Regions from separate parts of the Mus musculus genome. Here regions 1, 2, 4, 5, 6 and 7 are each linked to region 3. Evidence: chromatin contacts called from public HiChIP or PLAC-seq, Micro-C and promoter capture Hi-C data. All regions are on one chromosome and are shown on one strand. The core of a region is the stretch at or near the end of the contact, and the rest is flanking DNA. Distances in the headings are between cores, read along the strand shown.

Region 1 (3,018 bases), core at 50-2,549, 1.5 Mb after region 3:
AAAGGCTCCGTGGGGACTGTTCACAGGGTAAAGTGCTCGCCAAGCAATAGTGAGGACCAGAGCTTGGATCTCCAGCACCCCTATAAACACGAGGGTGACACTGAATGCTACCCTGATTCCTAGCCAGTTGTCCCTAAAACAAGCTGAGTAGGCAGACTTGCCTAATTGGCAGGATCTAGGTTCAAGTGAGGTACTCTGGCTCAATACACAAGATGGAAAGCCATGTCTGAAGATGGCCAACATCACCTCTCACCTACAAACACACACTCACACTGCATACACATTCACACGCAAAACAAAACTAAAGGGTTTTGGCTTTTTAATGCTCCTGTTATAAATGATCAAGAGGAAGAATGGTTAGAAAAATGGCCATCTTCTATTTTAATGTTCCTCAAAAAATACTACATTAAAAAAAGAAGAAGAAAGAAAGCACAATCTGAAGCAATAGAGCACAATTTCCAAAATAATCCCAGATCTTCAGACTTTCAGGGTCTGCAAGTGTGGGGATCAGGAACCTGCATTTGTATAGAAGACGAATCACCGTGCCCACTAAAAGGTGAAAGTGGTGTCCTTTCTAAATCCTAGCTAACTCAGCCTATGTGCTTTTCAAATAAACTTTTAAGTTTGCAACTTAGGGGTAGAGAGCCTGCATTTCCTCTGGTGGTACTCATTCGCAAGAGTTAAACAAAAACCCTGGGAGGGATCAAACTACAGAAAACTGGGCTGCAGCCACCAGGGTGAAAACCTGTATATGCAGACTGGTCCCCCAACTCTACACGTACTTCCCGTGAGAAGCTCAAAGGGCCACTGTTGAAAGAGTGTGCACTTGGGTAAGTCCAAGCCTAAGATGCCCTGGGTTTTCGTCCAGAGTTAATTCGGTGGTCACTCTTTCTATCTTGAGCCACAGACGCACAAAGTAAGTCAGTAAGTAAAAGAAGAAAGACTAGAGATAAAAATCCCAGTGTGGTGGAGAACTCCTCAGCCTGGTCCCTACCCGGGCGGCAGTACCTGCCAGCAGCTTCTCCTTCAGCCGGTTCAGCAGCTCGGCTGAAGTGGGCCCTTTGGGCTTGTGCACGGCGAACACGCCGCTCAGCGACATGAGCTTAGCAGCCAGGGCGGCCTTGGAGGCCGGGGCTTGCGATTCAGTCCTGGCCGCTTCCGCCACCGATGCTGCTACAGAGGCCTCGGCTGTTCCTGAAGTGTCAGGAGCTGTGTCCACAATCAGAGGTGAAACCACCTCTGCCTCTGCAGCTGCCATGCTTTCACGGCCTGGGCCAAGAGGCGAGCAGAGATGACACCGATGTGTTGCAAGGCCTTCTGGGAATTGTAGTCCATAGGCTCGGTATAGGCCAATGGCTTGCTCTGGCATCTCGGAGTTCTGCTGGAACCTTTAATATCTCTGTTACCAAATGCTCTTAGTCGTGAAGAGGTACATTGGAGTTGCCGCTGTAAACTATCCAACGCAAACACCTAATTTGTGTATTTGAGGTAGAGTCACTTCCTTTCTGTACCGCCCCCCCATAACCTGCATGTGTGTGTGTGTGTGTGTGTGTGTGTATGAATTTTGAATTTTTGACTGCAGTTTTTGACAGTTCTAAAAAAAATGTTAATGTTCTTTTGGAGTTTCTATTCCTTTATAGGAATCAAAAACTATATATGGTTGATCCATTCGTGGTGGTGCATGAAGGGCTCTCTAACAGGCATGGCAAACATGGCACCAACAGGCTTTACTCTTCTTCCCCTTTTCCTTCTCCCCTGCTAAACTGTAGGTTACATTCCTAAAGCTAGCCCCAAGGTCCATTCAGTTATTTGGCCACTGTCTCATTCCTGAGACAAAACATCAAGGACCAACAATCAAAATTCATTGTTTGACTAATGTGTCCGATCAGGATTTACCAACTCACTCTAGCATAAATTCCCCCTAGCCCCCTACAGTGAATGCCTTTAATCCCAGCATTTAGAAGTCAGAGGCAGGTGGATTTCTGTGAGTTCCGGGCCACCCAGGGTAACATACTGAGACCTTATCTCAACAAACAAACAAGTAAAACCCAAAACAACAAAAACGCCTATGGTTTAAATTAATATTTAAACTCTTTGCAGACCTCGCATTAGGCTGTCCCTCTAAGAGAGGAAAAAAAAATCCTTTTACTTCTTCCCCAAATGCATTAAATGGAAGTGTGGTTATTATGGGATAGCCACTTTGTCTTCTTTGTTTCCCCACATTGCCTTACAGCCATTCTTTCTCATAGTGCTCTGCCAGGCTAACATTCTTCCCTAATGATGCCTCATTGCCTAATGATCCCAGTCAGGGGATGCCAGTTACACGTCTACCATTCACGCAACAAATGTATGTCAGAGGAATCATTACAGATAGAGTATTCTGGGCATTAGAAAAATCAAGCTCTAATTTCCTAAAGTAGCCAACATCTTACACATTGGACAAGCCTTTAACTCACAGGTCATTTTATTTAATATTATATTTCAGACTGACTAAGACAGTCTGCCATCTCTCCTTCCCTCTCCCCCACCCCCACCATATCTCTTTTCTGCTACCCTCTAATCTATGTTCTCTGTTCTCTAACTGTGTGGTGATTTGGATAGGAATGGTCCCCACAGCCTCATAGATTTGAATGCTTTTTCATTAAGGGAGTGGTGCTACTTGACAAAGATTAGGAGCTATGGCCTTGTTGGACTAAGTGTGTCACTGGGGTGGGTTTGGAGGGGTTTCAAATGCTCAAGCCAGTCTCCTAGTCTTTCTCCCTCCTCTCCCTCTTCCCCTCCCCCTCTCCTCCTCTTCCCCTCTTCCTCTTCCTCTCCCCCTCTCCCTCCCTCTCCCTCTCTCCCCTCCTCCTCTTCCCCTCTCCCTCATCTCTCTCCTCTCCTCTCCTCTCCTCTCCTCTCCTCTCCTCTCCTCTCCCTTTCCCTCACTCTCCCTCTCCCCCTCCCCCTCTTCTCCTCTTCTCCTCTTCTCCTCTCCTCTCCTCTCCTCTCCTCTCCTCTCCCTTTCCCTCACTCTCC
Region 2 (2,844 bases), core at 55-2,554, 1.6 Mb before region 3:
AATCCCGATCTTGAAGCTGGAAGACACCCAGGTCTTGACATGGGATGACACACACTTTTGATCTAGAACTTGAGGCACAGTGCCCAGGAAAAGCTTAGGCCCAGACAAGATGGTATACACATTTAATCCCAGGAGACAGAGGCAAGCATATCTCTGAGTTCAAGCCCAGCCTGAGACAGAGCAAGTTCCATTAAACAAAAGCTTAGGTCCAGGCATGGTGGTACACATCTTTAATCTGGGCCGCACCTTCTGCTGGAGGTCTACATAAGGACAATGGAAAAAGCATTCATTCTTTGCCTGCTTGCACTTGCCAACACATCTGTTGGAACCTATTTCTTCAGGATTCTAGTTTATACAGAAGACCAGCTGACTTAGCCTGGTGGGATTGAGCAACTACTTAGATTCTTAGAGCTCCCCATCACAGCTGGCCATTGCTAAGTTAGCTGGACTGCAGACTGTCATTCATCCCAATAATTTCTCTTAATACATAGAGACATTCCATAAGTTCTGTGACTCTAGAGAACCCTAATAGTTTCTAACTGCACAGTGGTCAGAGAATGTGGTTATGTCAGTCCTCAGACATGCAGAGACACTTGCTTAGAGACACAGTATGTTTATCTTTTGTAAATGTTTCACATACTCTGGGAAGGAATGTATATTGTGCAATTTCTGAATCAATATTCTGTCCTTCTTAGTTTGGGATACCTAGGGCTAAAAAACGGCACACACCAACAGTCTACCCTTTGGAGTCTGTACCCAGGGCCTACTGCCACACTGTCCTTTCATTCCCCAAGCAAAGGCTCAGGCTGCGAGGTCAAGGTCTGGGTGGCAAAAAGCCTGTGTCGGTGGGGGACCCTCACTATGGAAAGGTTAGCCAGCATGGGGTATGAAGGGACACTCAGAAGGCTGAGGAAAGAGGACTGCTTGGAGTTAGTTGGAGCCCAGTTTGGAGTACAAAAAGAAAAAAGAAAAGACGAAAAGACTAAAAAAGAAAAGGGAAGGGGGCTGTTAAACATAAGAGCGTTGGTGCGCCGTTTTTGGGTCCACTCTCGGGCACACCCAGACTAGTTGTGGCAACAAGTTAGAGAATGCGCGTGCGCAGACCAAAGTCCTTTATCACGTAATGTCGGCCGGGGGCGGGGCCAGCGAATCCGGGTCTGGACACCTGGTCTAAACTGATGGGGAGGGGGGAGTGGGGAGGGGAGGGAGAGGGAATCGCGCCGCTGGGTGCATTCGCCTTGAGGTGACTCATAGCTCCCGCCCCCTTTTCGCCCAGCTTTCTCCAGGCCGTCCCTCGCATCACGTGCCTTCCTGGCCGCTCCCCCAGAGCCCTTTCCAAAGGCCAGAAGAAACTGCTGTAAAATGTCGTGAGGGACGTCAGCCCTTTGCGGCTGCCTCTCAGAACCAGACCCCGGGAGTGCCCACCTCAGTCAGCGGTTCCTCCGGCGGAGTCGTCTTGACGGAGGGCGAAAGCGCTCGGTGCGCCACTGGATTTTCCGCCGCACCCGCGAGGGCTCCGGGCGATGTGAACTCGAGGCGGCTTCTGCGCTCCCAGGCCCGGGGGCTGAGGTGGGCGGGCAGGTGCCTGGGAAGCCGCGGCCCGGCGGGATGGAGGAGAGCATGGAGGAGGAGGAAATGCTCACCTACGAGGCAATGATGGACGACCAGAATCACAACAACTGGGAGGCCGCCGCGGACAGTTTCCGCCAGCCTCCGCCGGCCCCGCCGCTGCCCCCGCCGCCGCCGCCGCGGCCCTCGTCGTCCATCCCGGATCCAGGCCGAGAACTCCCGGGGGGACAGCTGCTGGCTGTGCACGCGGGCTCCATGGAGAGGAAGGGTCCTAAGGAAGGGCTCCCGATGGGGCCTCCGCCCTTGCCGGAACCAAACGGGGTGATCATGATGTTGAAGAGCTGCGACGCAGCCGCCGCGGTGGCCAAGACGGCCCCTGCCCCCACCTCCAGCTCCACTATCAACATCAACACCTCCACCTCCAAGTTCCGTGAGTCTGTCCCTCCTCCACGACCCCACCCCCACCCCCCAGCCAGGCTTCTCCACACCAGCTCGTGGAATCCCCCCGCCCTGAGAGTAACTCCACTTCCTTTGTTCCAGGCTTAGTTCTCTTTCCTTCTCTTAACCCTCCCACCCTGATTCGGTGTCTGCGGCCAGTATCCGGCCAGCCAGCCAGTGTTGCCTGTTACACCTGCGCAGCCTCAGCTTATGCTTTAGAAAAGATCTTTAATACTCCTGATCATCTCTCAACATTAGTAAGCTCTTCTCTAGGGTGTCCCCTTCAAAGTTTCACCTTACAGAGCGAGAGGGAAAAGTAAGGCGGTCTTGAATTTCGTTAGAGGCCTTTCGTCTTTTTTTTTCAACCAGAGAGCAAAGAAATGTGTTCTTGTATTCTTTGCCGCTGTACTTTTAGCAAATCGGGCTTCTGAACGTTGGTCTCTAGCAACTCTTTGTTCTCTGTGAGTTTTTGCATCCTGTCAGGGAATTCTTAGTTACTTCTACTATGTAGTGGGAACTGCTACAAGTCTTTGAAGTTGATGTGTAAAATCACGTTCCAGAGAAGCGGTTCAGCAAGTGACTGTAACCAGGATCCTACCGCAGGTTGAACTTTTTAGCGGTCTGCCTTGAAATTCACTTGCAGATAGAAGATAAAAACTGACCCCAAAATGTTCACAATCAGGCAGTGTGCTTCCATAGCTAGGTAAAGAATAAGGTAGTAGTGCTTTTTAGTTCAGAGTGGTGGTGACAGTGTAAAAGGAACGTGGTGGCCAGGTCCTTGTTAGCTGCAAATTTAGAATGGCATCTCCTAATGTAACTGGAGATTTTATTTCTAGT
Region 3 (2,895 bases), core at 97-2,596:
GCAAACCAGTAGGCAGCATTTTTTTTCTTCCTATAGCCTCTGCTGCATTTCCTGCCCAGACTTCCCTCAGTGATGGGCTGTGGCATGGAAATGTAAACCAAATAAACAAGTTCCTAAGTTGCTTTTGGTCAGAATGTTGTAGCAAAGGATAGAAAGCAAATGGGGCCGCCCCTAACTAAGGTATGGGAGTTCCCAAAGAGCTGTACAAACCAGTGCCAGGCTGCCTAACAGACTAGGAAGAGACAGGGTGAGGTGTCCTTTTAGACAACGAGTTAACAGTTCCTTCAGCAAGAGAGAGAGGGATTGAAATCTTTATAAGGCCTTCACTCACCTATTCCACAAAAAGTCTATAATTGTCCCTTTGTCCCACAGTGCAGGGGTAGGGGTGAGGGTGGGGGTACTAGTTAAAGCCCTGAGGCCCAAGTTCTTTATTTAAAAAAGGGAGGGTTGTTTGTTTGTTTTAAATCTTGCAGAGCTTTTAGAGACGAAGACAACGAGTGGTAGGTACCCCAACTCCTTTCCAAGTCACATCTGATGCACAGGAATCCCCCTCCTCAGCAGCCAACCATTAGGTAACTCAAAGGATTACTGTAGGATGGCCCTAGGAGAGCTCAAGGACACTCAGTCAACAACGGAGAAGGGCCTCCGAGTGAAATCTGCATTTTGGCAGTCACTGGCCCGAGACGTTGGGTACCTAGCCAATGCAGGGTGCGTGAGGTTTTCACACCTGGGAGCTTAGACTTGGAATCTGAGACATCAGGGGGGAGTGGAAGCCAAAGGAATGGGACCCGGGGTGGGCTGCAGCCAAGTCCCTGGCATTCGTTTCGTGGTCCAGCTTGCGTCCCCGCCCGCAGGTAAGGTAAGTTCAGCGTCAGGTCTGTGGTTTAGAAAACCAACGGCAGGTGAGCTCCTTGGATAGAAAAGAAGCTCGCCAGTCTCGGAGCAGACCTGAGCTACAGACCCATTCAGGGTCCTCTTGTCAACTCTCCGCATCCTCCCCGCGCAGCACGCTCGCCCTGCTCTCAGCTGGGCATCCCCTAACCCTTCTGCCCAGCAGCGCGCAGGCGCGACTCCGTTGCGCAGGCGCAGACGCATCGCGCTGCCGCAGCGTGGGCCAGAGGGAGGAGGGAGCTCCCCGCGCGTCCCTACCAGGTGCCCGTAGACATCCGCAGGCTGGAGGTAGAAGGTGGAGTTGAGCAGATCTTCCAGCTTGCGCGGGACGTCGTTCTCCTGGTAGTACGCCATCGCCTGCTGCTTCAGCTTCTGCAGGTCCCTAGTGATCCCGCCTCTGCGGCCGCCGTCTTCATCTCCCATGGTAGGAGACTTAGGGCTACAGCGGGGTTTTGCCAGGGGGCCCGCCAGCGTCCTTTTGTCGCTAGGCAACGCAACGAGATCACGACCCCTAGATCTCGCGAGGCTTCCTTCCCTTGGTGGACCGAGACTCAAGCTTTCCGTTCGGGACCCATCGTTGTCCCGTCCGCACTTCGCCTTTCTTCAATGCTTCGCTCTTAGTGCTCTCTCGTCCCCGTTTGTCACTGTTCCTCGGACAGTTTTGCAGACGGGGAGGCATTTAACGATTGTTTGAGTTCGTTTTGCAGAAGCTGGGGAGCGGTACCCGCCACTTCAACTCTTGCAGTTAACGAGGGAGAGGGATGCAAGAGCCCAGGGTGCCCTTCCTGAGCCGTGGAGGTCCTGGGCATGCATCCCTTCCAACCCACGCACTGTGCTTGCTGCACGCCTCGTGATGCTCTCTCTCAGAAAGCTCCCTTTGGGGGAGATTACTGAGAGTGAAACCCAGTGTAGGAAGTAAGACTGATGATGCTTTGGAGAGACCCAGGGCGAGGTGGAGGCCATGCAAAACGCAGCCCATGAGAAAGTCCTTGGGTCATGGTCTGTAGCAGCGGGCTGCCTGTTTACTGTGACAGTTAGGTACCAGACGCAATGATAGAACTTATTTCTGTGCTCGTTACTTGGATGGTGCAGGACGATCCAAGTAATGGATAGGAGTGGGCCGAGACAGACAGGGTGTTTTCGTGTTTTTTTTTTTTTATTGTTGCCTGTTTTATGTTCCCAACAGAAAGCAGGTTGCTTAAAAGACTTGTGCCTTCATTGCTCATCTGGAAAACGTAATCTTACCTGCTCTGTCCGCTGGACAATCACTTAAAATAACCCCGAGTGCGAAGAGGCATTTGGGAACAGTTGTTTTCCATAAATGTACTGTTGGATGTAGGTGGATAAAATACCTGATTCTGTAAGTACGCTTATATAACCGAGACCCATTCCTCCCTGCTCTGGACTCTCTTTGAGGACGATTTCCTTTCTGTGGTGTGATGGGTCATCACACACTTGCCCTCCCCTCTGGCTGGCTGCAAGTCCTTGGATGGTGGAAGCAGAGACTTAGTCATCTCCTTGTCCATCGCAGAGCTGAGCGCTCACAGCTGGGATTTTAGTGCACCTTTGTTTAAAAACGAGCCCACAATGTTGCCATTGCTTTTATTCCTGGGTGTGGCCGTCCTCATACCAACCCGCCTCCTGTGGAAGGTACCTCCTTCGCCCATCCTGTGAAGGTTGAGTTTTGTGTCTTAAGAAAAGCTGTGCTTCACATTCTCACCCCCCCAGCAGACTGCTCTTTCTACTGATCTCCTTGCCCACTTGAAACCTGGACCACAGACGTGAGCCCTCATCTTTTAGGGCTGACCCATTTGACTTTCTTCTTTTTCATTCTTCTGTGCTCAGCATGAATCTCTGGGCCTACCACCTGGATGCAGCCACTGAACTATATCTCCAGACCTCATTTAATTTTCTTTTCCTTTTTTTTTTTTTTTTCTAGTTTGTGACTTGGTTTTATGTATCTTAGGATGGCCTCAGACTGGCTGTGTAGTGGAGGCTGACTTT
Region 4 (2,800 bases), core at 134-2,633, 1.3 Mb after region 3:
GAAGTGTCTCTTCCCCAGAGATGCAGGCTCCTTAGCACCTTGCTTTTCAGCAAAACCAAACTGCTGTCCCCCATACACCTGTCAAAAGTCACACAAAGCCATGACTGTCCTGATAAACCCAACACCTCTAAATGCATATTCTGGAGTGAAGCTGGCTGGACTGGAATCACGACTCAGCATTTTCTGCATAACCTTGATCGAGTTAACTTAAATTGCTGCCTGGATTTCTCTCTGTAGGTTCTGGATAGAAGGCGTAAAATTCCAGTAAGTTATAGACTTATGGGGAAATGGGTGAGAGGACCAACCTAGAAACTTATAACAAGGTACAGATCGTAGTTTGCCCATTGTAAACCCTATTTACCACACTCGACGATTACTAAACCGAGGCGTGCTCTCTGACTAGAGGAACAGCACAGGGAAGGAGCTGGGCCACAACTTTAAACCCTGACGCCTCTGACTTCTCACAATGTTCATGGATTTTTCATGAGTTATTTCCTCCGTTTCTGATGGAAACAGATACTGTCCTAATTGGCGGAGTTTGGCACGAATTGGAGTGAGAACATTCTTTCTGCGCAGAGGATGACAAGCCGCTGAGGACATGCGGAAAGCACCGAGTCAGCCCGGGCTGGGCGCCTGCTGGAGCTCCCCGGGGCACCCGGAGGCTGGAGGGGCGCAGCGTAGGGCCCCCTCCCGGGGACCCCGAGGCCAGAGCGGGGCGGGGAGCTACGCTGGCGGGGCAGGGCTGAGGCTTGGGGTCCCACGGTAGCACTTACTTGAACCTGCCCTGGCAGTGCTGGCACTGGTCCCCAACCCAGCCCGGGTCGCACAGGCAGGTGGAGTTGACACAGCGACCGGAGAAGCAGGAGCCAGTCCTCTCGCAGGGCTTGGACTGGGACACCTGAGCATAGAGCGCCAGGTAGAGGAAGCCATAGCACAGCAGCCAGCTGTTCCCGTCCAGCAGCAGCCAGGAGGAGGCGCCCCCACCGCCCGCCGGCCGAGCCCTCCACAGCACCGGGGAGGCCGGCTGCGGGGCACCCGAGCGGGCCCGGACCCCCGGCTCCATCTTCCTCGGCGTCCCGGCTCGGCGGGGCTGCGCTCGCGGGAGCGCACGGGGATGCCGCTGAGCGGGGATCCCGGCCGCAGAGGACCTCGCCGCCGCCGCTGCTGTTCCTCGGCTCCTCAACGGCGCCGACCCCCGTCCCGCTGACCGGTCCGGAGCGGCGGATCCCAGGCGCGGCGGCCTCCGGTCGGCTGCCTCCAGTCACACTCGGGCATCGCCGCCCGCTCCCCTGACCTTGTCCTCGGCGAGCCGAACCCTGCAGCCACGGTAGCTCCGGGAGCGGAGCGAAGAGCCGGCGGCGCCCCGCGCTCCGGAGGGGACCCGAGGGGGAGGGGACCGGGCGGGAAGGGGGAGGGGACCCGCACGGCCCCGCCTCGCCCGCGCCCCGCGCCGAATGCCGAGGCTCGCCCGGGAGGGCGGGGCCGCGCGGGAGCCCCCGAGATGGGCGCGTCCAACAGGAGCACGCGGGGAGGGGAGGGCGGCTGTCGGTACCCGGCGGTACTCCTGCTAGCCTGAGATACCGCAGCAGCCTGCTTCCCTCCGTCCTCCAGACACAGTTGCTGTGGCCGCGGTCGCAGCCCAAACTGCGGAGAGACGTCCCCGCAGCCTTGTGCGTACGCACTCTCGTGGCCACTCCCCCCCCCTCGGTCCGGGCGCGGTGGTCTCGCCCGGCCCCTGACGGGGACCTGGGACTCCCCCGCGCGCCCACCCGGCCGGCGGGCACCGCTGGGAGTGCGTCCCCAGGTGTGGCCCGCGCCGCGGAGCCCACGGAGGAGAAACCCACTCCGACCTCGGGGCCTCGGCAGGAAGGCAACCTTGTACTCCGCGGGCTGCAAAAGTGAGGCGCCCGCCCCAGCGCTCCCCGAGTCTCCTGCACGTTTCTTCTTCTTCTTCTTTTTTTTTTTTTTCTTAAAAACTCCCAACTACACACAAAGAGCTGAGCATGTGCAGCCAGCAAAGTCTTAAAGGCACCGCGGTCTGACCACGTTATGGGGTGCAGGGACAGGGCGGAGTGGGGTGAGGGGCTGCATGGGGCGCGAAGCTGCTCCCGTGGGGCGACCTCAGCCGCGGCGGCTCTTTATCGCCCAATCGGGGCTCCTCATGCCCAACAAAGAACTGCTCCGAGAGCCACCCCTCCCGACGCTGCCTCGGAACCTCACCAAATCTTCTTTTCTCTTGTCTATGTTTCCTCCTTCGTCTGGGACACTATTCTCTCTTGAAAAATGTTGCGACATCGGGGCTTTTTTTTTTCCTTCAGAAAAGCAGAAGTGATTTCCAGAAAGGGCCCTTTCCCGTTTTCAGCGGCATCTATTTCTTCCTTGAGATGACTTTCCAAGATTTAATTGCATAAGCTGAGATATGTCTTCTACTTTTCTCTATACGGGCCTGTTAGCTGAACCCTTGAGAGGAAGCTGTGCACAAATTGCAGGCAAGCACCCTCGAGAGTTGTTGGAGCTCCACCAAGGAGCAGGCGGTACGAACAAGATTGTGAAACTCACCAGACATTTCTGACAGCTGGAGCAGAAAAGTTTTGGTTGTAACCACAGTCATAATATTATTGTTAAGATTCACTCCGAGTTTATTTTGGGAATAATGTACCCACGTCATCTCTTTTAATCTCCATCATCCCAATTCACAGAGAAAATCCTCTATTAACCCCATTTCGCAGATGAGGGAATAGCATGAGAAAGGCTGAGGTGCGTGTTGGTAGCAGAAACGGATCAAGTCCTCTAACTTGTG
Region 5 (2,838 bases), core at 146-2,645, 1.3 Mb before region 3:
TTTTAAAAGGTTCTTGTTCATAATGTGAATAAGTGAAAATTACTGTAAGTTAAGCCATGTGTGCATTAAGTTTGGCCTACAACCAACTCCTTCCTTTGAAAAACTAAATAGCTTGAACTGCAGCTTCACTTAAGAGTATGTTAGTATTCTTATAACGTGTTGCTGAGTCTTAGTCAGTCATAGTAGTTGACTTTTAGCCAGTCAGTATGACAGCTGATCACACCATGTTTTTATAAGGTAAATACTAAGATATGACCAACCACAGTATTATATGTTTCTTTTTACCTTTTTTTAATTTACAAAGATTGCTTGCTCACTGATGGAACACTCTGAACTTTGACTGGGCCAGAGTCTATTCATGAAACAACTGTTTGTTCAAATCAATTCTGCAAAGTTTAATTTTTCATAAGTTTTTTTAAACTTGTTCAAGGCTTTGTATTTTGTATGTGCATGTGCCATATATGTGTTCTAATGCATGTGCATTAGGTCAGAAGACAACTCGAAAGTGTAGTTCCTTAGGGGTTGCCCACCTGTCTTTTGTGGTCACTGGCCTAGAGCTTGCCTCGTAGGCTAGTCTGCCTGTCTGCATCCACAGTGCTGGCTGCCATGCCTGGCTTTTAAAATACGGATTCTGAGGGTGGAATGAACTTAGGTTCTTACTGAGCTATCTCTCAGCCCTGTAGTTTCTTATATAACCATCACAAGAAAATAGAAACATAATCTGAGTACAGAACAGTACTTCAGAAAATGGAAGCATTTCTGAAGTGGTCCTACTTCATCCCCGTATCATCGCCTGGATTTACTGTTTTCACATGGTGAAAATTTCTGCTCTTTTCCTCATTTACACGCCGGTAAACCCCTCATCAGGACCTATACACTATGCCAGCCTGGTAAATCAACTTCTGAGTAGGGGGTGCTTAGCTGGATTTGATTCGGTCAACCAGACTGGAAAGTCCCTGGAGAACTGGAATCCGGTTGAGAATTGCATGAGGCCTGGAACACAGTGGACACTCAAATATACGCAAAAAGATAGGAAAGGCTGGGGAGAGGGGTGGCGAGGAAGCGAAGGAAGCAAAGCCTTCCTTGAAGAGATCATCTACAGTTCTCCATTGAACTCAGGTGGGCATCGAAGTCAGCATTTTCTTTAGCCAAGTTCACCAGCACAGGAAAGGAGCGAGGAAAGGACAAAACTTTAAAAAAAAATCGCTTGGTTAAAGTGAGGAAAAGGAGAAAAACAAACAAACAAACAAACAAACAAACAAACAAACAAAAAACAAAAACAAAACCTCAACAGGCTCCTCTTAGCAGAGGCGTTTAGGCAAGCCAGGCTGTTCCCTGGGCGACCATAGAGCCAGAACGGCCGCAGCCGATTGGCTGATCCGCCCGAGCCAATCAGAAGACACGATGTTGGCGGGGTTCTAAGATGGCCGCCGAGCCGCTGTTTCCTCCCTGGTAAGTTCGGCTTCGCGAGGCGCGACTTGGCGGCAGGATTCGCGGCGGCCTGTCGGGCTGTGTTCCGAGGCAGGGAGGGCGGCGCAGGAGTCGGGGCGGCTCGTCCTCGCAGATCTGCCGAAGCGGGCTTGGAAAACCCTGGGTTCGGGCGGGCGCCGCTGGGCTCCGGGGGCGTCGTGAGGTAGCCGTCCGGTCCCGGGCCAGCGAGGAGCGCGAAAGCCCACACAGCAACTGCGGCTGACCAGAGCGAGGTTCGCGGCTCGCCGCTCCGCCGGCGTCCCGATGCGAGTTCTGACGCGGCTGGAGAGCTGAAGGTGGTGCGGCCTCGCACCGGGTGAGTGCCGCCGAGTTCCAGGTTGTCCGTGCGGGAAGGGGTGTGCCTTTCAGAGCCACCCTCTCAGTCTTGAACTTTGTAAGTACTTGTACAGTGGCATGGATTGCGTGGTTTAAAATCTTTCCACACAAGTTAGAGAGGGTCCCGGGGGAAAGTGGGTTCCAAGCCTTGGCTGTAAACATTGTTTTAATTCAAACTCACCTATCCTTAAGATTAAAAATACAAAAAATAAATAACTTATTTGAAGTATATCTGAACTGAGGCCCCTGACTCCCCTCGGGTTTTCTGTGTCGTTTTAAGAAAAAGGAACACATTTTCTAACAATAAATAAGACATTTACATTAATGTTGATAATCTTAAGCCTAAAAGTGTGTCAGTTAACTAGTTCCAAAGTTCAGGAACTATTTATTATGCTCTTATAGGTTAGAGGATGGCGGTTATAATTATTTTACAAATAGGATTAAATTTAGATGTTTGTGATTATTTAAAATCGAATACATAAGACAGCCACTTGATGGAAATGCAGCTTAAATTCTGGCATAGTAGAGACAGAAAATTTGTTGGATGCGCAGATTTTATCCTTTGGGTATTGCTTGTAACCAGTTTTGTGGTCTAGAAATACATTTCTCAAATCTCTAAATGTGACTCTCAGTGTGTTACTTAGTATAATATCTCCCCTTTTTCATATGCAAAAAGTGCAGAAAAAATTATTAGTAAAATTTGCCTAGATTTGACCTGTCTCCCAAATCTTTGTCTCCAAGAATTCGCCACCAACTTTGCCCTCTAAAAGTTCATAATTTAAAGCTGTCAGGCGTAACTGGATCACAATGATTTTGGCCAGTTGTAGAAAGAGTTGCTGTTAGTTTCTAATGTGTGTTGTGATGAAGATTAGTGCCTGCCTCTTGGTTTGTGTGTGGTGTGTGACAGGTCTGCCTTCTTTTTCTCCTGCTGCTTGTCTGTCTTTTGTTGTAACTTGGTTTCCTGCCCCTTTTCAGTGGACCCTGTGCAGAGCCTCTGAAAACTGATCATCTAGTGAGGTAGAGGAGAGAAGC
Region 6 (2,966 bases), core at 417-2,916, 1.5 Mb before region 3:
TGTTTATAGTCCTTTACCAGATTTATTTGGCAAGTGGTAAATTACCTTCTCTGGAAAGTGCCCCAGTACACACGTGAACTACTTACCACTCTGACTTTCATACTGGTTTCTGCTACATGTATTATCGCTCAGAGAGTGTGGGTGTAGAGTGGAAATAGCACAATAATGGGTAGCTTTTGTGCTATAACTGACTTTTCTTCTTGTGTGAGTGACTCACTGGAATTTCAAGAGTGGAATGACTTGTTAAAGCTTTCTAGTAGAACTGAGATATCTGAAGCCCCAGAGGCTAAAGTAGGGCTTACCAGAGAGGACTAGACATTGAAACTCAGCCTCCTTCAGAAGCCCTGGCTTCTGAACAGGGTGGTTACAAAGCCCCTTTCCTGACAGACCTCTCACTGTGCAGCTTAACTTATATTTCAGTGACAACTTCATGCTACTAAAGATCTTATGAAACTTAACCTTTTCAAATGTCACCTTTGTTATTCTTTCTGAAACCCTGCAACCGCTAGTACGTAAAAAAGAAAAAAATATCTAAACCGACATAGGAAGGGCTTTTATTCTAGGAGGACAAGAAAGTCAGGAACTCAACAATCTCTGCTAGGACAGGTGGCGCCTTGGGTTGCTGTAGCGACAAAGAGAAATGAGCAAAGAGTGGCAGGGTTCAGATATTGGGGTGAATTTATAGAGCACAAACTGGCCTGATGGCTGCGTTTTTCTGAGCTAGGGAGGTAAATGATGGCACGGTCCCTGGTGATGATCCATATCGGAGCCAAAGTCACCCTTCAATCTCCATCCTGCACTTCTTTTTTTTTTTTTGCTCCAGGGAGCAAGCCTCAGATCCACAGAGCTGCAGTAATTTCGATTGTCGCGAGCCCCCTTGCGCCGTACCCACACAGCACTGGGGAGCTGCCCGTGGTGCTGATTTTTTCCCTTTGAGAGGAAACTCTGGCCACCACACCTGCAAAAGGCTCAAAGGATACACTGGAGTGCTAGAGCCCTAAAATCCCTGACCAGCGACAGGTGCAGCATAACAAAGCTCTGCTAGACCCCAAACTCTAGCGACTCTGTCAGCTGCAGTTGGAGCTCTGCAGGATCTGGAGCTGTCCTGTGAGGACTTCCCTTCACTCCCTAGTTTATCTACATTTCCCTATTTCCAAATCCTCTCAGCCTTTGGAGACTACACCTGGTGGACATCACAAATTGGCGCTTCCCGCACCTCCTCTGTCATCCCCTGGGACACGCCCCTCTGGAACAGCTTCTCCAGGGGCACTGCACACTTCCGAAGTGGAGATCACCCTGGAGCGTGGGGCCCAGGTTCCTGGCCCCACCCCCTTTCTTGCTTATTCCTACTACACATGCTGCTCCTCTTAAGCACAGAGTTGGGCAGTAAGCTCCGCCCCCATCTTCCATTGAAGGGAGAGCTGAAGTCAGGAAGAGGTGGAGGGGAGGAGCTCCCAGACCCCTCACAAGCTGCTGACCCACTGGGAACTACTGAATCCGTTAGTAGAAGAGAGCAACCCGAGCGAGCGTCCATTGTTGGCTGAGGACCCCTGAGGAACAGCAGGCGGTCTGCTCCCGCCTTTGAGAGCCTTTTCCCGCCAGCCAAGCCTGCTCACAGGTAGGGCCAGCTCCCCGGTCTGCCTTCCGGGGACCGCGAGAGCTATCCACGAATAGGAGCTGTTTAAAGAACCTGTGTTAGGCTTATTTTTATAGAACTGGAAGGACAACATTCATTGCGCTTGATGTTCTGGGTCTTGTGTCCAAGAGAGGAGTTGGGTGGTGGGAAAAGGTACACGAGGGAAGATGGAAAGTGACAACTTTGATTACCTTTGAACAGGTAGCCATGACCTCACTGTCCACTGAGACCACTGGAGACCCCGATTTGTCTTCTGGGCTGTTGCCAGCTAGCTCGACTCCAGCCAACCAGAGCGCAGAGGCCTCGGAGGGCAACCTGTCTGCAACGGTTCCCCGAGCTGCAGCAGTCACGCCGTTCCAGAGCCTGCAGCTGGTGCACCAGCTGAAGGGGTTGATCGTGATGCTGTACAGCATCGTGGTGGTCGTGGGTCTGGTGGGCAACTGCCTGCTTGTGCTGGTGATCGCGCGCGTGCGCCGGCTGCACAACGTGACCAACTTCCTCATTGGCAACCTGGCCTTGTCCGACGTGCTCATGTGTGCCGCCTGTGTGCCTCTCACGCTAGCTTATGCCTTTGAACCTCGGGGCTGGGTGTTCGGTGGAGGCCTGTGTCATCTGGTTTTCTTCCTGCAGCCGGTCACCGTCTATGTATCGGTGTTCACACTCACCACAATCGCCTTGGACCGCTATGTGGTTCTGGTGCACCCGCTACGTCGGCGCATTTCACTGAGGCTCAGCGCCTACGCGGTGCTGGGCATCTGGGCTCTATCTGCAGTGCTGGCGCTGCCGGCCGCGGTGCACACCTACCATGTGGAGCTCAAGCCCCACGACGTGAGCCTCTGCGAGGAGTTCTGGGGCTCGCAGGAGCGCCAACGCCAGATCTACGCCTGGGGGCTGCTTCTGGGCACCTATTTGCTCCCCCTGCTGGCCATCCTCCTGTCTTACGTACGGGTGTCAGTGAAGCTGAGGAACCGCGTGGTGCCTGGCAGCGTGACCCAGAGTCAAGCTGACTGGGACCGAGCGCGTCGCCGCCGCACTTTCTGTCTGCTGGTGGTGGTGGTGGTAGTGTTCGCGGTCTGCTGGCTGCCGCTGCACATTTTCAACCTATTGCGAGACCTGGACCCGCGTGCCATCGACCCCTACGCCTTCGGGCTGGTGCAGCTACTCTGCCACTGGCTTGCTATGAGCTCCGCCTGCTACAACCCCTTCATCTATGCATGGCTGCACGACAGCTTTCGAGAGGAGCTGCGCAAGATGCTGCTGTCCTGGCCCCGCAAGATTGTGCCTCATGGCCAGAACATGACTGTCAGCGTGGTCATCTGATGTCGCTCTG
Region 7 (3,068 bases), core at 266-2,765, 1.6 Mb after region 3:
AATGTTGAACTTTAAAAGTTTGATGACTCTTTATAGTCTGAAGTATAATACAAAATATCAATATAAGTGTTGTTAAAAGTTTTAAAAATTATTTTACCAATGCTGTTGCACACTGACTCCATATTAAGCAAGAAAAGTAGAATTGGCATCTTAGAGTGCAGTTCTCTACCCCATGTGTCAACACTGCTCCTCAGGCAACCCCATTTCTTTCTTGTTTGATGTGCCACCAAGCGAAACCCAAATTCCACGAAGTATGTAAAAAGCAATTGTGTTAAAATTTTGTCTCCATATCTGAAACTCACAACTCTAATTTTCTTAGCTGACCCTAAAAACCACCGTGGTATTTTGTCATCTTTTTACTTTTCTTTAGAAAGTCATGTGAATTTGAAAGTGCTACTATTAGGCCATTCTCAATATGCAAAGAAAATGCCATTAAAAAAAAAAAAACACAGTAACTTTCTTCACATAGGATGATACTCAGTCCAAAATTAGCTAGTAAAATAAAGCAAAGGGTCGCGTTTAGCACCGACAAGAAAAGCATTCTCTTCCTAGGTTTTTGGGTGCTGTACGTTTGGCGGTTTGAGTTCTGTCCCCCCGGTGCTGTTTAGGACCAGGCTCACAGTACAGCGGTTGCAGGCTGCGCCAAGAGCCTCCAGGAAGCGCATTACAGACAAGAAAAGGGAAACAGATGGTGTGAGCTGGGCGATCGCGGACCCGCAAACTCCCGCAGATCGATCACCGAGGTCCGGCCGAGGTGGGCCGCTGGGCCCGAGCTGGCAGAGCCGGTACCGGTGTGGACCGGGCCCCAGGGTCCCCGCCGCTCCTCTCTCACCCGTACCAAAGCAAAAGCAAGCCCTGCCCACCAGCACCGCCGTTCTTTTGTCTTGCGCGGCGCTGGCCACGTAGCCCCGGAGGTTAACGGCCAGGAGGCCTCGGGAGCCGCCCGGTCCCCGGCTGGAGAGCAGAGGCCCCGGGGGTGCCCAGGCCTCGCCGCAGCCTCCCTCCCCGCGCCTCGCAGCCCCCCGCACCCCAATCGGACTCACCGCCTCCACGGCATGCTGCAGGATGGACGTAAGCTTGGAGAACATCCTGTCCCGGGACTGCAGCAGCTTCTCCCGGGACGACCTGGAGAGCTCCTCGATGCGCCGCCGCCGCCCCTGCTGCGGCTGCCCGGGCCGCTCCAGAGTGAAGGCCGGTGCGGGCGGGCCCGGGCGGGGAGCGGAGGGCGGAGGCCGGGCGGGAGGCGCGGCGGCTCTGATCGGAGGACGCGGGGCCGCGGCGGGCGGCTCCGAGGTCGTTCGGCTGCAATCGGGGCACCGCGGAGCTCAGCGGCGGCGACGCGGACACGGTGGCAGGAGCTCGGGCTCTTCCGGCTGCCGTGCCCGCCGCGGCCTGCAGGGGACGCTGATGCGGCCCGGGGAAGCCCAGGTCTCCGCTGCCGGCGTCGCTGGACGCGGGGCGGGGCGCGCAGAGGCCAGGGCGGGGAGGGCGGGGCCAGCAGGGAGGGCGGGGCCGACTTGAGGGCGGGGCCGATGGGGAGAGCAGGGCGGGCGGGGTCGGCGGGGCGCTGAAAGGCTGAGGCCAGGAGGGAGGGCGGGCCTGGCGTGGCGCACCCGGCGGTGCTGGCACTCGTCTCTCGGTGACCAGAGAGCAGTGTGAGGATTTGGCAGCGACGTGTTGACGCTGCGCTTGCGTACCATACGTAGGGCAAGACTGGAAGGCCGCTGGGAAAATACCAGCATCCCGAACGCAAAAAACGGACAGCGGGTCCACGTGCTAGGGATTCGACCGCATCCAATGCAGGTGGGAAGATCCCGCTAGACTAAAATAGCTTATCCTTATCAAAACCCGGAAATGCCAAATGGACACGTGGGATGAGGGTTCGGTTAAATAACGCAGGATGGTGGCCTACAAGGTTTCAGTGTGTTTCTGGAAAAGGAAATAATATTCAGGATGCCTAACACCGATGAGTGAAGCCTCAAGTTAATGAGCCCTGGGCTGGAGGCTTCCTAAAACACTATGCAAATGTGTATTAAACAAGGCGTAGAGGAAACACTGACCATTTTAAGATGGTTGATGCAACTTCTGAAAATCTGAAGAACTTTGTTTCAAGCTGGTATTAGCATTTCACGAAAAGGATCGGGGAGTTCTGCATTAGGGTGAAGTAGATTTCTCATTAACATGGATGAAAAATACCTATTGATAGTATAATTCGTTGAGCAGAGGGCAGAAGAGGGCGCCGCAACTCTGAGCAGGGTTGAGAAGCCTGTTTGGATCCAGCTCTGCCATTCTGGGCCGTGAGGTTACCAATGTAGCAGTGAAGAAAGCCGGGGATCACAGGCTCTCCTCCTTGTTATAACATTAGTAACAACACAAGAGGAGAGGAAACCAAGAGAGAAGGTAAGGGGAGACTCGAGTCTTTCTCATGCTTTGGTTGTTTGCTTCTGCTATGCTCAAAAGCAGGTAAGCATAGCCTTGCTTTCTGTAAACTAAAACGCTGGCAACATCCTCTGTTATTTGTTGGACATTGAGCTGTGTTCCTTGCCACGTTCAAGGTCCTTGTTCCTGCTCCATCCTAGAGCACACAATGTTTGTTGTTATTATTCATACTACTTATGAGGTTTGGTCAGTTTATCAACCATAATAATTTTCCTGGCTAATTACATGGCAGTTTGTATTTTCACAATGTCCTGCAGCCACAACTTGTGTAGGGAGTGATGTTTAGGCGGGCTACAAGTTGTGTGTGATGGATATTTAACTTTGCATACTTATTATAAGCACAATAAAATATATGTTTGGCTATGGGTTAATATCAATACTCAATGATTTATCTGCCTGGTCCCTAATTTCTAAGACGCACAAGTTAGCTAGAACTGTAACTGAGCCAGTAGGTAGATTTCCTACTCCCGTTCCGAATGCTGGGAGAGGCACTAATGTAAAGCCAGTAGGTAGATTTCCTACTCCCGTTCCGAATGCTGGAGGAGGCACTAATGTATAGCCAGTAGATAGATTTCCTACTCCCGTTCCGAATGCTGGAGGAGGCACTAATGTATAGCCTGCCTAGTGCT

The links. Promoter capture Hi-C pulls out the DNA fragments that hold promoters and counts their contacts. A called contact is a pair of places that touch in the nucleus more often than the background predicts. HiChIP or PLAC-seq counts read pairs in DNA pulled down with a chosen protein or histone mark.
Region 1: a contact with region 3 is called in a promoter capture Hi-C map of liver, with 4 times the contacts expected there. The contact joins the promoter of Trub1 here to the promoter of Eno4 in region 3. A contact is called at or near these places in 4 of 39 promoter capture datasets (hippocampal neurons, liver and pre-B cells).
Region 2: an H3K27ac HiChIP or PLAC-seq map of embryonic stem cells shows a contact between it and region 3, with 11 times the contacts expected there. The contact joins the promoter of Cacul1 here to the promoter of Eno4 in region 3. A contact is called at or near these places in 4 of 39 promoter capture datasets (the 3T3-L1 cell line, hippocampal neurons, liver and 1 more) and 2 of 115 datasets of contacts at active chromatin or transcription factors (astrocytes and embryonic stem cells).
Region 4: a Micro-C map of embryonic stem cells shows a contact between it and region 3, with 5 times the contacts expected there. The contact joins the promoter of Atrnl1 here to the promoter of Eno4 in region 3. A contact is called at or near these places in 1 of 39 promoter capture datasets (pre-B cells) and 1 of 484 Hi-C or Micro-C datasets (embryonic stem cells).
Region 5: a contact with region 3 is called in a promoter capture Hi-C map of liver, with 3 times the contacts expected there. The contact joins the promoter of Fam204a here to the promoter of Eno4 in region 3. A contact is called at or near these places in 4 of 39 promoter capture datasets (the 3T3-L1 cell line, hippocampal neurons, liver and 1 more), 1 of 484 Hi-C or Micro-C datasets (CD4 T cells) and 1 of 115 datasets of contacts at active chromatin or transcription factors (pancreatic cancer cells).
Region 6: a contact with region 3 is called in a promoter capture Hi-C map of hippocampal neurons, with 5 times the contacts expected there. The contact joins the promoter of Prlhr here to the promoter of Eno4 in region 3. A contact is called at or near these places in 3 of 39 promoter capture datasets (embryonic stem cells, hippocampal neurons and liver) and 1 of 115 datasets of contacts at active chromatin or transcription factors (astrocytes).
Region 7: a contact with region 3 is called in a promoter capture Hi-C map of pre-B cells. The contact joins the promoter of B230217O12Rik here to the promoter of Eno4 in region 3. A contact is called at or near these places in 1 of 39 promoter capture datasets (pre-B cells) and 1 of 115 datasets of contacts at active chromatin or transcription factors (astrocytes).

What each region holds. Positions count from the first base shown.
Region 1 is chr19:57,451,187-57,454,204 of GRCm38.p6, reverse strand. It overlaps Trub1 (TruB pseudouridine (psi) synthase family member 1), which reads right to left and starts at 1,299. Exons shown (of 8, transcript NM_028115.3): 1 at 1,009-1,299. The coding sequence starts at 1,258.
Region 2 is chr19:60,579,483-60,582,326 of GRCm38.p6, reverse strand. Cacul1 (CDK2 associated, cullin domain 1) reads left to right here and starts at 1,304. Exons shown (of 9, transcript NM_030197.2): 1 at 1,304-1,999. The coding sequence starts at 1,609.
Region 3 is chr19:58,941,876-58,944,770 of GRCm38.p6, reverse strand. It overlaps Eno4 (enolase 4), which reads right to left and starts at 1,346. Exons shown (of 14, transcript NM_178689.4): 1 at 1,150-1,346. The coding sequence starts at 1,314. It also overlaps a transcript of Hspa12a not described here.
Region 4 is chr19:57,609,617-57,612,416 of GRCm38.p6, reverse strand. It overlaps Atrnl1 (attractin like 1), which reads right to left and starts at 1,383. Exons shown (of 29, transcript NM_181415.4): 1 at 774-1,383. The coding sequence starts at 1,063.
Region 5 is chr19:60,225,258-60,228,095 of GRCm38.p6, reverse strand. Fam204a (family with sequence similarity 204, member A) reads left to right here and starts at 1,395. Exons shown (of 8, transcript NM_001358273.1): 1 at 1,395-1,452.
Region 6 is chr19:60,467,004-60,469,969 of GRCm38.p6, reverse strand. Prlhr (prolactin releasing hormone receptor) reads left to right here and starts at 1,666. Exons shown (of 1, transcript NM_201615.2): 1 at 1,666-2,966. The coding sequence starts at 1,844. The coding sequence ends at 2,956.
Region 7 is chr19:57,359,346-57,362,413 of GRCm38.p6, reverse strand. It overlaps B230217O12Rik (RIKEN cDNA B230217O12 gene), which reads left to right and starts at 1,515. Exons shown (of 3, transcript NR_040316.1): 1 at 1,515-2,400. It overlaps Fam160b1 (family with sequence similarity 160, member B1), which reads right to left and starts at 1,405. Exons shown (of 17, transcript NM_145505.4): 1 at 1,044-1,405. The coding sequence starts at 1,088.